Linked DNA regions of Rattus norvegicus: region 2 is linked to region 1. A link is a contact called in public Hi-C data. All regions are on one chromosome and are shown on one strand. Each heading gives the region's core, a stretch centred on a gene start, on an enhancer-like site or on the middle of the called end of the contact. The rest is flanking DNA. Distances are from core to core; before and after follow the strand shown.

Region 1 (7,740 bases), core at 3,476-5,975:
CTGCTCTAGAACATCATTGTCCAATAGGACTTTCTTCAGGGATGGAAAATCTGGATCTGTTGCCTGACAATAGCCACCAGCTAAAGATGTCAACTGAGCCCCTGGAATTCTACCACTGTGGCTGAGGCATCTCAATTTAAGTCGTATTTACTCTTAAGTGGTGTGAATGGCCGTCTGTGGCTGGTGGTGACTGTGTAATATAGCAGTACAGGATATGGCCAGGAAAGACTAAGGCCTGTTTTAATAACTGATACTTTTCAAAGTCCTACCATAGTGTCTGTGCTGTGCACATGTAGGTGCTCAGTGTGTAGTTGTATGAAATATACAATTACCTATCTAGGGTTGTTTTATCTGGAATTATGGGAGACTTCTGCTTTAAGACTCTGTCCATAGTCACCGACAGTCAACCATCAGAGCTGAATTTTTATAAGGATGTATCTTAGGCATTTATTAAAAAACAACATCCCTTAAACCCTGACATTCCAGTTTTGAACAGCATCATGTCAATTTTATTCCTTTAAAAAACATTTGAGAATTTCTCTCATTATTGCACGGCTTTCTTGCCTTTCTACAACCCCCTTCTAACTCCTCCCATGTCTGCTCAAAGTTGTTTTCTGTTTGTCTGGAGGATGATTTTGGGGAGGCATGGCTTCTTCCTAGGTACTCAGTTGACCCTCACCAGATGAACACTCCTGGCAGAAGTCACAGTGAACAATTCATTCAGTGTGGGCCCAGGGGTCCTGTAGCTCTAGTGAGGGCAATAGCAGTGAATGTTTCTGAGGGAAGAACTACCCAGCAGGAGATACTGTTCCACCTCTGAATATCTGGGTGAGCCACCGGTCTGACTGATCATCCTGGGAAGTTAACTGGACCTCAGTGGCAAGACCTGCTTCTCTGCCTGTACTCCTGTCTAGTATTCTACTAGTCTGAGTCCTGCCCACCTGCCAAGGCTCCCTGTCCCAGCTTTGGAGAATGCCACTGTGGGATGTCAGTGTCAGGCTAGCCCTTAACCTCAGCCTACAGTCACCTTCCAAGCAGCGCCTGCTCCCCTTGTGCAGTGGACAGGCACTGCCTGCTACATCTGCTTCCGTACCACCATGCACCCCTGTTCACATTCTTTCCTGCAGTGCTGGTGGATCCATTCCCTGAAAGCCTGACGTGTTTGTAGGTTGATCCCTTCTTTCTAGCACATATTTATGGAGTACAAAATGTCCCAGGCACTGGAGGAATAGTTCTTGCACTTGGTAGACTCTACCACCCGGGAGGAAAGACAGCAACATAAGCAAACAAGTGAACCAAACTATATCACGGCAAGTTTGCACCTAAAGTAGTAGAGGTAGAAGAGAGAAGATGAGGCTTCAAAGGGTCTCTTGGAGGAAGAGTTTCGGAAAGACCTTTGTTCAGTGAGTAGACACATGCTGCAGACAGCCATAAGGAAAGTTTCTAGACAGACAGGCAGCAAGTGCGAAGGTAAGATGATCCCTTGGGCTTCCAGGGGAGTGAGAGCTTAAATGGCTGGCTGAGAGGGACAGAGCAGCCAGGGCTTTGCCACCAGGGGACCTAGTATACAAAGTCCCTAGAGAGAGAGAGAGAGGAAAGAAAGGGCAGAACTCAGAGGGAAGATGACTGCATAGCCCAAGGCTGCCTGTGCTGGTGAGTGGATGGCCCTGGAATGTGTGGGCTGGAAAGCAGTCGTTCACCCAACAGGTTGCTGACCAGGTCTGCATTTCACAGATTGTTAGCATCTCTGAGCCCTCTGGTCCCTTCCTGACAGTAGGAACAGAGTGAGATACAGGGAGGCCAAAGCCATGTTAAATAAAATCCTGTGCTCGCTTCAGCAGCACATATACTAAAATTGGAACGACACAGAAAAGATTAACACTGTCCCTGCGCAAGGATGACACGCAAACTCACGAAGCATTCCATATTTTTAAACGCAAATGCTTCACTCCTTCTTTAAAAGGGGAACAAGAACACCCTTGGGAGGGAATAGGGAGGCAAAGTTTAGAACAGAGGCAGAAGGAACACCCATTCAGTGCCTGCCCCACATGTGTCCCATACATATACAGCCACCAAACTAGATAAGATGGATGAAGCAAAGAAGTGCAGGCCGACAGGAGCCGGATGTAGATCTCTCCTGAGAGACACAGCCAGAATACGGCAAATACAGAGGCGAATGCCAGCAGCAAACCACTGAACTGAGAATAGGACCCCCGTTGAAGGAATCAGAGAAAGAACTGGAAGAGCTTGAAGGGGCTCGAGACCCCATATGTACAACAATGCCAAGCAACCAGAGCTTCCAGGGACTAAGCCACTACCCAAAGACTGTACATGGACTGACCCTGGACTCTGACCTCATAGGTAGCAATGAATAGCCTAGTAAGAGCACCAGTGGAAGGGGAAGCCATGGGTCCTGCCAAGACTGAACCCCCAGTGAACGTGGTTGTTGGGGGGAGGGCGGTAATGGGGGAAGGATGGGGAGGGGAAAACCCATATAGAAGGAGAGGGGGAGGGGTTAGGCGAATGTTGGCCTGGAAACTGGGAAAGGGAATAACAATCGAAATGTAAATAAGAAATACCCAAGTTAATGAAAATGAAAAAAAAAAAAAGGAAAAAAAATTAAAATCCTGATCATGCCAAACCATCAAAGGAAGTTGGCACATTACCCTTGGCTATATTGTCATCGGTCCCTACTGAGCTTTGATTTTGTCATGCCAGAGTCACCAACCAAAGGGAGCGCAGAAGCCAGGCTCCAGAAAGCACCAGCAAGAGAAGAGGCCATGAAAACCCTTCACCACTGACTTAACCGCTGTCCCCTCTGACTCTGAGGATTCTAGATTGGTCAACTTTCTGGGAAGGAAGGTTTTTATTACTTTGGAAAAGAATTGAGGATTAAGCTGCCTTTTAAACTTCCCATCCTGTTCAAATATTTACCCAGTCCTTGCCCTGGGTCATGGCTCTGAGAAAAACAAAACAAAACAAAACAAAACCAGCCAAACACTGTGCCTGCTTAGAACTCCCTCTGTAGCCTCAGGAGCCTAAGCAGGTTACACAGAGCCTCACTGTATGGAGGCACTGCTCTAATTTCCCCAAAGGGTCCATTCATTTACCCTTCAGAACTGTGGCGGGCAGGAGAACTGCCAATCCTCTCCACACAATGAGACTTAGAGAAGCCGAGTAACTCTCCCATTATTTTAAGGTAGCCAGCTAGAGCCAGAACCCAAGCTCTCCAGTGGCAGTTTTTATTGGCATATTTAGGGTCATGATAGCAAGCACAGCATAGACATAGTGAAATGGTCCCAATTTACACAGTAGCAGGAGGAAGATACGTCTAAGCTGTGCTGAGCCTACATGATGGGCTATTTGGAGACTTACACATTTTTTATTGCCGGCAAGCACACACTGATAGGGGACTGAGCTGTGAGACACTAACCACAGCCTAGACTGGATTGTCTAGGAGCAGGCAGCTCACCCAGCCTCAGGACTCAGCATGCTTACAGCACAGGAAGGACTATGGAGATGTGGCCTGACTCTTCCACTCAATCGTCTCATGTTCAGGTGACAGTGACGTTAATTAGTGAGCTTCACTGTGAGAAACAGAATGCCCTCTAGGCCTCTGCATCTTCAGCACCGCTGGGCAGTCCCTGGTGGCTGGCACTGCCCCTAGTCTCTTCTTTCTGGCACAGGCCAGATTTCGTGCTTCCCTGAGGGGGACCCAGAACAGAGAAGACGCTAATCATCATTGTGAACTGCAATCACCTGATGGTTCTGCATCTGCGGACTGAACCGACTGTGGATAGAAGATAGTCTGGAAAATAACTCATCCATACTGAACATGTATAATGTGCGGGCTTTTCTTACTCCCTAAAAGTTGAGTGTAACAACTGTCTGCATAGCATTTACATTAGCCTGGGTTTAAGGAGTAATCTAGAGATTACTTAAAATATGCAGGCAGCTAGCCATATGTAGGCTGTATGCAAACAGTGTATCACTTTATATAGGATAATTAATTGGGCATTTGAGAGGCTAGACATTTCTGTGTATCTGAACAGAGGACTGTCCTGAGCTTCTAGGGCTGTTTTCTGTTCACTTTATCTAGCTGCTCTAAATACTGGCCCTCCAACTTAAGGTTAAAAAATAAATAAAGAATCTATATAGTCAACTAGACAGAAAGCGACAGCAGACACTAACTGGCCATCAGTGAACCTTAGGTAAGAGTTATTCATCCTAATCGTGGTAATCCTGAGAAATAGGTACTATCTCCACTTTATACCCATGGAAACTGAGGTTAGAGAGGGAAGGCATTTTAAGTTAGAAAGCAACAAGTGGGAGCAGTTTCTGCATCATGTAGCTATATGATACTGTCTGTAAAAAGAATGTATAGCTAGATAACTATGTAGGCCAAATGGGGTCCCAGGAGAGGAAGACTAGGAAGGAAGGGCATGTACTAGGTGTTTACAGCATGTGCTCGAGTGTCAGGACTGGGTGGGACCAGAGTATGTCAGTGCTGGTGATGGGATGACAGCTGATGGAGGACCCAGAAGTCCACTCAAAGGCATGAAGGGAAGAAAGAAAAATGAGCACAGAAGTGTAAGCTGGGAAGACAGCAAGGAGCAATGGCCAAATAAGGAAGTACCAGCGAAGAGCTTCTCTTCCTATCCAGATCTACACACATTTGGTAAAATACGCCATATGTCTCACCCTGGCGCACACAGATAGTGAGGCATGCTGCCATTGGTGGGTGGCATTAAAGATATCCCCAGGAGCCAAAAAAGAGGCCACTCTGCTCTCCTGTAACAGCAGCCCCCAGCCCAGCTGGCCCAGGAATTCAAACTCAACCAGGCAAGACACATTCCAACCCAAGAAAGGCCGCCATCCACTGGTTTTCTCCATGAGGACTCCCTGGGCAGCGTGAGTGGCAGTGGCATTAGCACAGTGGGGAAGGAAGCTGAAAAGAGTTCATCAGTCTGTCAGAGGACTCCACGATGGCTCCTACTCACTCTCGTTACACTCAGCCACATACCAAGTCCTAACCCTCAGGGACAGATTCCGCCGATTCACAGATTAAGAAATGGGTTGCTCTGGGGCTGGAGAGGTAGCTAGCTGGCCATACAGCACGAGGACCTGAGTTCTGTGTGCTCAGCACCCAGGGAAAGCTGGCTGCAGTGGTTCACATTGTAATCCCGGTGCTGGGAAGGGGAGACAGGAAGTTTAGTAAGAAAAGACGTAAAGGAAGATGCCCAGCATCAACCTCTGCCCTCTATATAATGAATGTGTGTGACCCCAGACTCCCAGAAATAGGTAGCTCTCCAGAGTGGCAGTGTCTCAGGTCGGGGGCTACAAGACCCCATATCTGGGCTCATGGGATCCTGGCAGAGAAACTTAACCCTAAATAAAGGCCCAGGCCCTGTTTGCCGACTGTCTAATGTTCTCACTGTAGAAAGGGTAAACTTCAAGTTGATCTGAAGAAGACCAGGAAGGGCTCTCATGACCTGGGCTTCTAATTGCAGCTAAAAAGAGGCATGTGGTTGAAATGACATGAGACAGGAAGTGCTGCTATGCGAGTTCAGATTTCAGAAGGGATGCTCGGAGTCCCTAGGTGGAGGCCTTAGCCAGGAACTGGTCAGTGTGGCACTGGGAAGAGGGGCTTCCTATAGGAATAAGAAGCAGACCGGGGCTGAGAAAGACAGGGACAGAGGGCCCTGGGTTATGGGAAGAGTGCACAGCACAATACAGGCACAGGCATGAGCATGCTTTCCCATGGAGGAGTGGTCAAGACCAGGCTCTCAGTTCCTATTCTTGGAAATGCTTTTTCTTGTTAGACCAGCTCATATGTCACTGGCCCCATGAAATCTCTTCCCTTTAGCCCCTCTGGTGCTAGATGATAGGTCTGTAGCACTGGCGCTCAGCTCCTCTCTTCAAGCACATGAGGAACACTGCCAGATCCTGGAGCTTCAGTAGAGGTGGCAGCTGCTTCACTCTGCTCACAATGAGCTGGATGTGACATCTGTGCCCGAGAGTCCTGTGTGAGAGGCTTCGTTCCCCATGAGCCGATGTTCGTAGGTGTGGAGCCTTTAAGAGGCAGGGCCTTAATTAGGACCTGAGGCACTGCCTTCTGAAGGGATAAAGGAAGGCGTGTGGAGTCAGCTGGTTATGCACAAGCAAGTTGTTTTAACAGAGCAGGATGGACATGGTTTCTGGCCTTGCTTTGTAACTGCTGCTGTATGCCTGTGACTGATACTAAGCTCTCATCCAATCTAAGAAGATGCATTTCCAGAAATGTGAGTGAAATAAAACTCAGCTTTATTAGGTGTCCAGCATGGAGTACTTCGTTATAGCAAGGAAAACTGGCTATGCACCCTTCTCAATATAGTTTCAATACAGAAAAAAAAAAAGCTTTCTGCTAGCCGAATTCAAACATATTGTGTCTCCCCTAGTAGTGGATATAGTTTCTTAATCTGGAACTATGAACCGGGTAGCATTCTTCCTTAGTGAGCAGAAAGTTGCCTTTAGTTGACTGTTAGAGCCACACCTCAGGCTAGAACAGAGGAGCAGGAGACTGAGGGCCTAGGAGAGAGCATTTCACTCTAATGAACATGACTCAAGACAAGTGGATGGGGTCATTCTTGGAACTGTGTTCGCCACTCTGAGCGTTTTGACCTGAGAATACTCTTCACTAAGTGGGATGTGTCTATCTCACCAAGCTTTCTAAACAGCTAAGGAAACAATTCATTTTATAAAGTCATAATGCAAGAGAAATGTGATGGGGGAGCAGAAGGGAATTTGGCATTATCTAAATAGACTAAAGACATTTTCTAAAATGGTACAGAAAGAATTAAAAGATGTGAGAGTATGTCAGTGAGTCAGTCAGTGTGGCTGATGCAGGAGGCTGGCTGCTCCCACTGCCAGTGCTGGTGACAGGACAGAGCCTTTGGCAACACTGTATCTAAACAGCTGGCATTTAAAACCTGCTTGGTTTGAAACAAAAGCCTCAGCCCTTAGGGTTGTGGTATCCTTTCTGCCTCTGAGCATGATATGATGCCACCTTGGAGGAGAGATTAAGGTGACACAGTAACCACTACAGCTAATAAGCAGAATAACACTTGGGTAACCAGGTCTAGTGGCAATAAACCGTTGACATGCTCTAGTAGATGGGGAAGGGGAAGGTCTTAGTATCTGGCTATTAGTCCCCATAGTATCCCTCGCTGCAAAGGATCCTGAGAACTGTTGGATTGGATACAACAGAGGTTAATTGAAAGGAGTCTGTGGTGCAGCTTGGAGAAGTCACCATTCATGACGGTTGAGACTTTGAGATGCACAGTTTGGAACTTACTCAGTGTCCTAGTTAGGGTTACTACTGCTGTGACGAGACGCCAAAGACAACTTGGGGAAGAAAGGTATAATTTGGCTTACACTTTGACATCATAGTCCACCACTGAAGGAAGTCAGATCAGGAACTCACACAGGGAGGGAAACTGGAAGGGTGCTGCTTACTGGCTTGCTCCTCCTGGCTTGTTCAGTTTGCCCAGCCCAGGGATGGCTCCTCCCACAATGGGCTGGGCCCTCCCCCATCAGTCACTAATTAAGAAAATGCTCTACAGGTCTGCCTACAGCCCAATCTTATGGAAGTGTTTTCTCAGTTGGGGTTCCCTCCTCTTGGGTGTTGAAGCCTGTGTCAAGTTGACAAACAATTAGCCAGCACACTCAGGTTCTTGTAGGTAATTCTTCATCATTGATCTA
Region 2 (7,740 bases), core at 3,437-5,936, 68 kb before region 1:
GGCCTTCTGCTTTGATACACAGCTGATCAACACCATGGCACACTTTCATGCTACAGATGCGAACTGTGCATTTACTAACCATATTTGCTAATGAAACTGTTACATCCAGCGGGCAAAATCTTTGGAGAGTGATAATATGAAAAAATAAAAACAGAAACCCTGCATCTACTGAGTCAGAGACTGCCCTCCAAGGAACTACTCTAAACATGGAAACTTAGTTTAAAATTAGACCAGCAAGTTTCTAAAAACCAACAAACTTTGACCTACTTCTGATAAATCTACTAGCAGGGGCTTAAGACTGTGCTTGGCCTTTAAACAATATCTGAATTAAGTGCATTAAATAGAAGCGAAGTACACCTTTTTCTTTTTCTTGTGTGCATTGGTTCAAGCTGTGGCACATTAAAAACAAACAGAAAACCAAACCAAATGTGAGGCTGCATCTCCTTTCTTTGTCTTCATAGGTAACCTCTACACAAGACAAGTTCACATAGAAGGAGAAACCCTGGCCATTCAGGTCCAGGACACTCCAGGCATCCAGGTGAGAAGCTGATGGGGACACGGGTGGCTGTGGGATTGTCCACTTGTTCTTAAGTCGAAGGGACACGAGATGTGGGGAGTCAGGTCTAGACTTTACTTGTGGTTTGACAGTTTAATTGTACCTGGCTGCAGGTCAGCCTTGGCCTGGTTTAGCTTGGGGAACTGGGAGAAGGAAAAGAGCCCCTCCTGTGGGAGGGGTCAACAGAGGTGGGGGGGAACGACCAAACCAACTCTGGGAATTGGCAGTGTCTCCTTCCTTTGGTTTTATTTATGTGCCTTTGGCATTGAAACCCAAATATTCGGGTTCAGTCTCCAACACCCGGAATCACTTTTATGTTGTGGAAAGTTTCTCTGTAGACAAAAGAGCTCCGCTAGTATTTTTTTTTCCCTTCCCCGTCCTGAACTGGGCAGTTATCCAGGTTTAAATGCTTCCAGCTCCTATCTTCCCCAGACTTACTGTCTAGCCAGTTAATTTCCCATTTTGTGCAACTACAAAGTCGCTCTGCATGGAGTTCCTGCAGGTCCATTCCGCACTTGAGTGCGGTGAGCTGCCCTGTTATTTATTCCCTCGGAGCAGCTGGATCAACATGTTGTTAAGAAAGCCGAAGCTCGTGGGGCTAGAATACGACCCGTAACCCACCATCACGACGAAGGCTCCTTTTGAATTGAGGATGTGCGGTAGCTGGAGCTCTGTGCAGGGCCCACTGTTCACCATGCTCTCCCACTTCCTCAGGTGCACGAGAATGGCTTGAGCTGCAATGAGCAGTTGAACCGCTGCATTCGCTGGGCGGATGCCGTCGTCATCGTTTTCTCCATCACCGACCACAAGAGCTATGAACTCATTAGCCAGCTCCACCAGCACGTGCAGCAGCTCCACCCGGGCACTCGGCTGCCTGTGGTGGTGGTGGCCAACAAAGCCGACCTCTTGCACGTCAAGCAGGTTGACCCTCAGCTTGGTCTGCAGCTGGCCAGCATGCTCGGCTGCTCCTTCTATGAAGTGTCTGTCAGTGAAAACTACAACGACGTCTACAGTGCTTTCCATGTCCTGTGCAAAGAAGTGAGCCCCAAACAGCAGGCCAGTGGCACTCCCGAGAAGCGCAGAACCTCGCTCATCCCCAGACCCAAGTCGCCCAACATGCAAGACCTGAAGAGGAGGTTTAAGCAAGCTCTGTCTGCCAAAGTGAGGACTGTCACATCTGTCTGAGGCACGACTCCTGGAGGGGGTTTGGTCTTCTGGGCAGAGGGCCCGAGGTTCTTCTTAGATGGGACCATTGCAGGCGGATGTCAGATCATGGTTCCAGAAAGAGCAGAGGCAGAGGGGCCTAAGGGGCCTTTGGAATTCTGCAACACTGGGAGTAAGGGCAGATGGACAGACGTGGGACTGACCTGCCAATCCTTTAGGTGGGGATGGGGCATGCTTTTGTTCCTCACTGCCTTCTAAGTGATGGTCAGGTGCACCAGAGCATGTATGTGGATTGGGGTGGGGAGAACCAGTGAGCATTTACGAGGCTTTCTCTCCCTCCTTCATTGTTTTTTTTCCCAAGAGGAGGGGGTTTGCTTTTCTCAGTGCCTCCAACATGCTTTCTCTATAGGATGCCTTTCCGACTTGAAGGATATCCAGGTTTAAGAACAAAGAGGGACTCTCCCCATCCCATAAAGGTCAAATTTTAGACCAAAATATTCAGTGTACAGGCACCTGTGAGCTGCAGTCTGTGGCAAGGTGCTGGATCTCCTGACGCAGGATGGGTACCTTTGTGGAGTAGCTGTGGAAACCTCACCCATGGGCTGCCCAACTGTGATGATGTATAGTCGTGTGTTGGTGTTTTGTTTTGTTTTGTTTTTTCTTTAAACTGTGGCATCAGGTACAGAAAAAAGTGTTAATTGATGCTGGTGTGGTTTGTGTAAACGACCCATAGCAATGACGTTGGGTTGCTTCCTGGGCCCGGCTGAGTTGTGGCTGGGTGGCTGAGATAGTAAAATGCTGTCTTCAAGAGTGACCAGACTGCAGGCTACCTGCCAAATCCCCTACACAGATGCACTTTAAGAAGCCGTTTATGCTTTGGCTCAAACTGTCATTAATTTATTTTATGTACAATAAATCTCTCATTTGATAAGAGCAGACATCTGACTGGGTCTTTATTGAAATGTTTACCTTCTGTCTTCCAGGAAGTGACTTTTAGAACCCTGTGTTTATTGAGCAAGTTGAGTCAGGGAATATGCCTTCCAGGAGCTAATCTCTTATGCCTCACAGCATGTGATCAGCGAGGTACATTTTATTGTCCACATTTTACACAGTACAAAACATCCTGGCAGAGCAAATTCAATAGCGTGAGGTCTACAACCTGCAAACATGGTCACTTGTAATTTGGCCTTTCTCTTCCAGAGTTGTATGTCTCCGTTTCTTCATGGTCTTCTGGGTGAACCTAAGAGAGCTGTCTGTCTGTCTGCACATCACAGCAGAGTTGTGAGGGCATGAAGCCTCTCCACAGAAGCAGTGCCACTTCATGCGTGACGCACTTACTGAAGCTTTTGGGGGCATGCTGTGTCCGCAAGCTACACTTTATTCTCATAGTAAGAGCTTAGAGCTGTGGGTCTGGAGCTGTTCAGGGGCTGTTCCCATGGAGCTATTGTCACACACGTGTGCCACAGCTGGCAGACCTCTCTTCTGCTGCCACTGGAGCCTGGAAGACGTTGCCTGCAAACTCAGGAGTCTCCATCTCTGTGGGCAGGGTATCGTTCTTCCATTTGAGCGGCACCCTTCATACTGCTCTTGGCTAGTTCTCCAGATAACCCTGCAAGGTGGTGTGTGGGAGGGCTGACAGGATTTCATAAATAAAGAAAAGCAGGGTTTAGGTTTCCACATAAAGTCAGTGTCTTGAATATTCAGTGTTACTTCTTCATCATGCCTCATATATAAGATGTATCCTGCCACATAGGCAAAGCAGTGGGGTGTGCTGGGAGTCTGGTGATAGGGGCTGGGCTATTTAAGCTCACTTTTTTCCCAGGGGACCATCTGACTGCTCTTGACAGTGACCTTCTGAGAGCTTTGCTCTGTTATATGTAGAACTTGAGGCTTTCTTTTTTAAACCTCTTCAAAGCTAACCTAAGCTCACCCCTGAGAAGGGTGTGTGTTGGCAGCATGGTGGGAAATGGTGCCTACAGACAATGGAGACAGTACAAGGGCAGAGACAGGCTACCCACTCAGCTTGTCTTCCTCCTGTGTGGTTGTTAGCACTGCACAAGTGAGCAGTTCTTTGCTCACTTACCCTCGGCTACCCCGTGCTCCGCAATAAAGACAAGAAACTCTGGACAGGGTTGATTTTTGTAGCACAAGACTGAGAGGAACTAGACTTCCATTTCTTACTGCCCCCTGCTTCCTCTTCCCTACCATTCAGCCACAAGGATCTCTGTAGGACTCTGTCCAGCCTCTGCAGCCTGGTGGGTGTGCCTGGGCCCTCTCATCTCCTGCCCTTGGCACTAATGACTGCCTCTCATCTCCTGACCTCTGAGTAGACTCAGCCTTTCACTTCACCTAGGCAGGTCTTTCTGCTACAGAGGGATGAAGTGGAGAAGGCAGAGGGAGTGATCTCTGGGAATCTCAGGCGGGAACCACCCCAGTCTAATCTAGGCTGCCGTCTTGGGCGAGCTTGACCTTCTCAGGTGGGACTGACTATTTGTAATTCAGGAGCAGCTGTGTTCTCAGCATAGGCTTGGTGCAAGGTTTCATTAATCTCATCTGTCTCAATACTAGCATCTCTCTACTTACCCTCCCCAGTGGATGTCTCTGGCCTGAGAAACAATCTCCTCTCCCTCTAGGCCGGGCTATGGCGGCGGAGGAGAGGGTTTATTGAGTAGTTACAACATTCAGGTTGCACATGCCCTCCTTCATCTTTCGGAGACTCCTGAGGGAGGCTATATCACTGCTATTTTAAGATGAGGAAACCAAGGCCTTGAGATTATGCTAGCTTAGGGCCAGCCAGTAACAGCACCCTACTTCACTTACTGACTGACTGATTGGGCGCCAGAAATAGATGTTTGAAACAAGGACATTCTGTACACCAACTCCACCCTCTCTTTAGTATTCTATACACAGAAGGAAGGAATTGGCTGGGCTCTTAAGAAGCCAATCCTGGACCCTACTGATGCCAGTTTATGCCCCGCCCCCCATCGCAGACCCAGTAGCTCTGGGCCTTCTCAGACCAACCTACCTCCCTGGCCCCATTCACCCAGCTTCCCCCACCTCCCTTCTGCTACCGGTTGAGTTACTGCGTGGCCCCAGGACTCCTGGCAACTGGTCCACATCTGCTGTTACCATTAGCCTGAGGCTGCTGGCTGCTTTGGCCTCCAGCCCCCTTCGGTAATAAAGATGCCCAGGTTGGAGGGGCTGCCTCCCAGCCGGTCTGTCTCAGAGCCCAACCCACGTCTGTCTTGATGTCTGGCTCTCTAGTTTCCTCCCAGCCTCAAATCAAAACCATTTGCAGCCCTAGGCTGGGCCTGGCCTGGTTGCATAGTGGCAGAGGGGGTGGGAGGGAGGGAGGGAGGGGAGCTGTAAAACTGCCTTCAACCAGCTCCAGAAGGTTTGCCTGTCCAGCAGCCCAGAACCCCAAGCTTTAGGGGCTATCGCTGTGTTTATAGAGAGCCCCTTATTTATAAAAAACATGGAGGGGGGCAGAGATTTCAGCGTCGATCTTTTATCCCAAGAGGGAAAAGATCAATCTGGGCAAGGGAGCGGCTGTGGGCGGATCCCCACAGTGGGGCGGTTGGCGCATGGTCTTGCTTAGTGGAGTAGATGGCAAGCACCCAGCTGTGGAGAACTCCCAGAACCTCCGGTAGGGTAACAGCCCAGCAGGGAAGCACTTGCCTGTTTACAGTAAAGAACCCAGAAAGCTGTCTGGTACTTCTCTGGAAGTCTAAAGAAAGACGGTTTCAGCAAGTTCTTATTGCCCTCATGTGTTCCTGAACTGGAGAAGAGAATGGGACTAACGTTATTTGTTAAAAGCCCCCGCTCTTTCTGACAGGGCCTGTGCCCTCCACCATCTGGTTTTCAGAAGTTCCTTTAAGAGCAGTGACAGAGCGTTTTGATGTTTCTTGGGCAAGCTAACAGACGACATTTGTAATATTGGACTATTTGTTGTTGAGATTCCATGTCTGGTAACCAGGGTAAGAAGAAACAATAGTGGTCTGGGGGACAGGGTATGGAATTCTTTGCTAGGGAAATGCCACTGTAACTGTAGGGGCCTTGGCACAAACAGCTAACTGCGTAGGGCCGGACCCTCTGCGTGGAGTACTTCCAAACACCGACTGCACTCTATGTTTACAGGGACAGGATTCCAAAAGGAGCAGACCTCAGTTGCCACAAAGCATTTACCCTGCTCTCAACTGTTTATATAAAAAGTAGCTGCAGGGCCCGAGGCCGGAGAGTGGTCTGTGTATGCTTGCTTTGGTTTGGCCAGCAGGTTTAGGTGGTAAATAGACTCAGGTCTGTGAGGCGCTGGCGCTCAGCTCCTCAGCTGGGCCTTTCAGGTGGCTACATTTCCCAAGTCTGGTAGTTCATTTGTCTGGTCTTGGCTGACCATGATTAGATGCCAGGAGGCCATGCTACTCTGGGTGACAGTGCAAATTAAGAGTGACTACGCATCTAATATTGAGGAGGTCCCTTTAAAAGGCAGACACCTAGACACTGTGAAAATGGTGAACAGTAACTGAGGATAACAGAACTGATGAGGAAAACATAACTGTTTTCTGGTTGGCATTAATGACATTCTCCGACATTCAACACTAGTAGTGATGCTTCTTAGACATTGTTATATTTAGATACAAAACCTCTTCCGAAGGCTCATGGGTTGAGAATTTGGTCTTCAATGCAGCAGCACACAGAGGAGGGGTTCCAGGGAGGAGGTAACTGGACCACGAGTGGCTTGATTTCACTAATGGATTAAGCTATTGAGCGACTCCCTCCATACTACAACACTGGGATGCAGTGAGAACTGGACTTTTCAGAGGAAGTAGGTCACTGGGCTGCATCCTAAGTATGAACTTTCTCCTTCCTCCAAATCCTCCTCAAGCTCCCGGCTCTCATGAGTCAAACAGGTCTTCCCTTCTACATATTCTCTGCCATGGATGCTGTTCTGTCTCTCACGGGCACAGAAACGTCAGAGCCAAGTGCCTGTGAACTGACACCCCCAAGACTGTGAGCTAAGATCAGTTTTCCTCCTGTGAGCTGACATTCTCAGGTATTTTGTCTCGGTGACAGAATGCTGGCGAACAAGGGGCCATTCACTGAGCAGCATACCCTGGTCCATATTCGAAGTATTAGATGCATAGTCACTCTTAATTTGCACTGTCACCCAGAGTAGCATGGCCTCCTGGCATCTAATCATGGTCAGCCAAGACCAGACAAATGAACTACCAGACTTGGGAAATGTGTTCCTGACTGGCCTTCTGCTTGAATGGCCTGGGCTGAAGGAGACTTTATTTCCTCTCCATTTTTCTTCTTTGCAGAAATGCCTCTGCCGTCACTCTTCACTCTGCTGTCACTTTTTGCTCTGACATCACTCTTCGCTCTGACATCACTCTTCGCTCTGACGTCACTCTTCGCTCTGACATCACTCTTCGCTCTGACGTCACTCTTCGCTTACTCCCCTTGCCGTGCCGATGCATTGTCACTCTGTGAGGTAACTGACTGGTGCCCTCAGCAGGAGCATCCATGCTTCCTAGGGCTATGGACCAGCCATCCTAGTAGACTCCCTGGCAGCCCTCTGGGAAGGAGGCACCGGCACCATCTAGTTCACAAATGTTGGTGCATGGTTGGATAACCACAGTGCTCTGAGAGGTGCAACTGGAACATAAAGTCAGAGAGAGCCCCACAGCCCTGGCCCATGGTTCCTGCGCATGGGCAGGGGCCTTCTTAGCACCCTCCTAATCCTTCCCTCATCTAGAAATCGAGCACAAACCTGAGAGTGCCCCAGACTGGCACAGGCTCCACTGCCCGCGTCCTCCACGTTCTCTTTCTTGTTGATGGCCACTGGTGGGACCAAAACCAAGTTTTCCTCAAGTCTTCTTCAAACCAGACTGGTTATCGCCGACTTCCTCCAGCTCACTGATGTCCAAAGCTTTCTATCCCCTGACTGTCCCACTGGCCCAGCTCTTCCAACCAGCAGCTGCAGACATGGGGAACTAAACTTTTCATGCTTCTCCCAGCTA

What was found. A called contact is a pair of places that touch in the nucleus more often than the background predicts.
Region 2: a contact with region 1 is called in a Hi-C map of prefrontal cortex, with 3 times the contacts expected there. The contact joins two enhancer-like sites. A contact is called at or near these places in 2 of 12 Hi-C or Micro-C datasets (frontal cortex and prefrontal cortex).

The regions. Positions count from the first base shown.
Region 1 is chr14:34,295,621-34,303,360 of GRCr8, reverse strand. The region is part of intron 5 of Scfd2 (sec1 family domain containing 2); the gene reads right to left. It overlaps LOC120096744 (U6 spliceosomal RNA), which reads left to right and starts at 1,826; the gene lies at 1,826-1,932. Within about 2 kb of position 4,725, at least 17 of the 93 cell types and tissues checked have an H3K27ac peak or open chromatin away from gene starts, as enhancers often do.
Region 2 is chr14:34,363,942-34,371,681 of GRCr8, reverse strand. Rasl11b (RAS-like family 11 member B) reads left to right here. Exons shown (of 4, transcript NM_001002830.2): 3 at 462-538; 4 at 1,271-2,653. The coding sequence ends at 1,741. It also overlaps a transcript of Scfd2 not described here. Among named protein-coding and RNA genes, the nearest start is that of Rasl11b, 5.4 kb to the left of the region's middle. Within about 2 kb of position 4,686, at least 28 of the 93 cell types and tissues checked have an H3K27ac peak or open chromatin away from gene starts, as enhancers often do.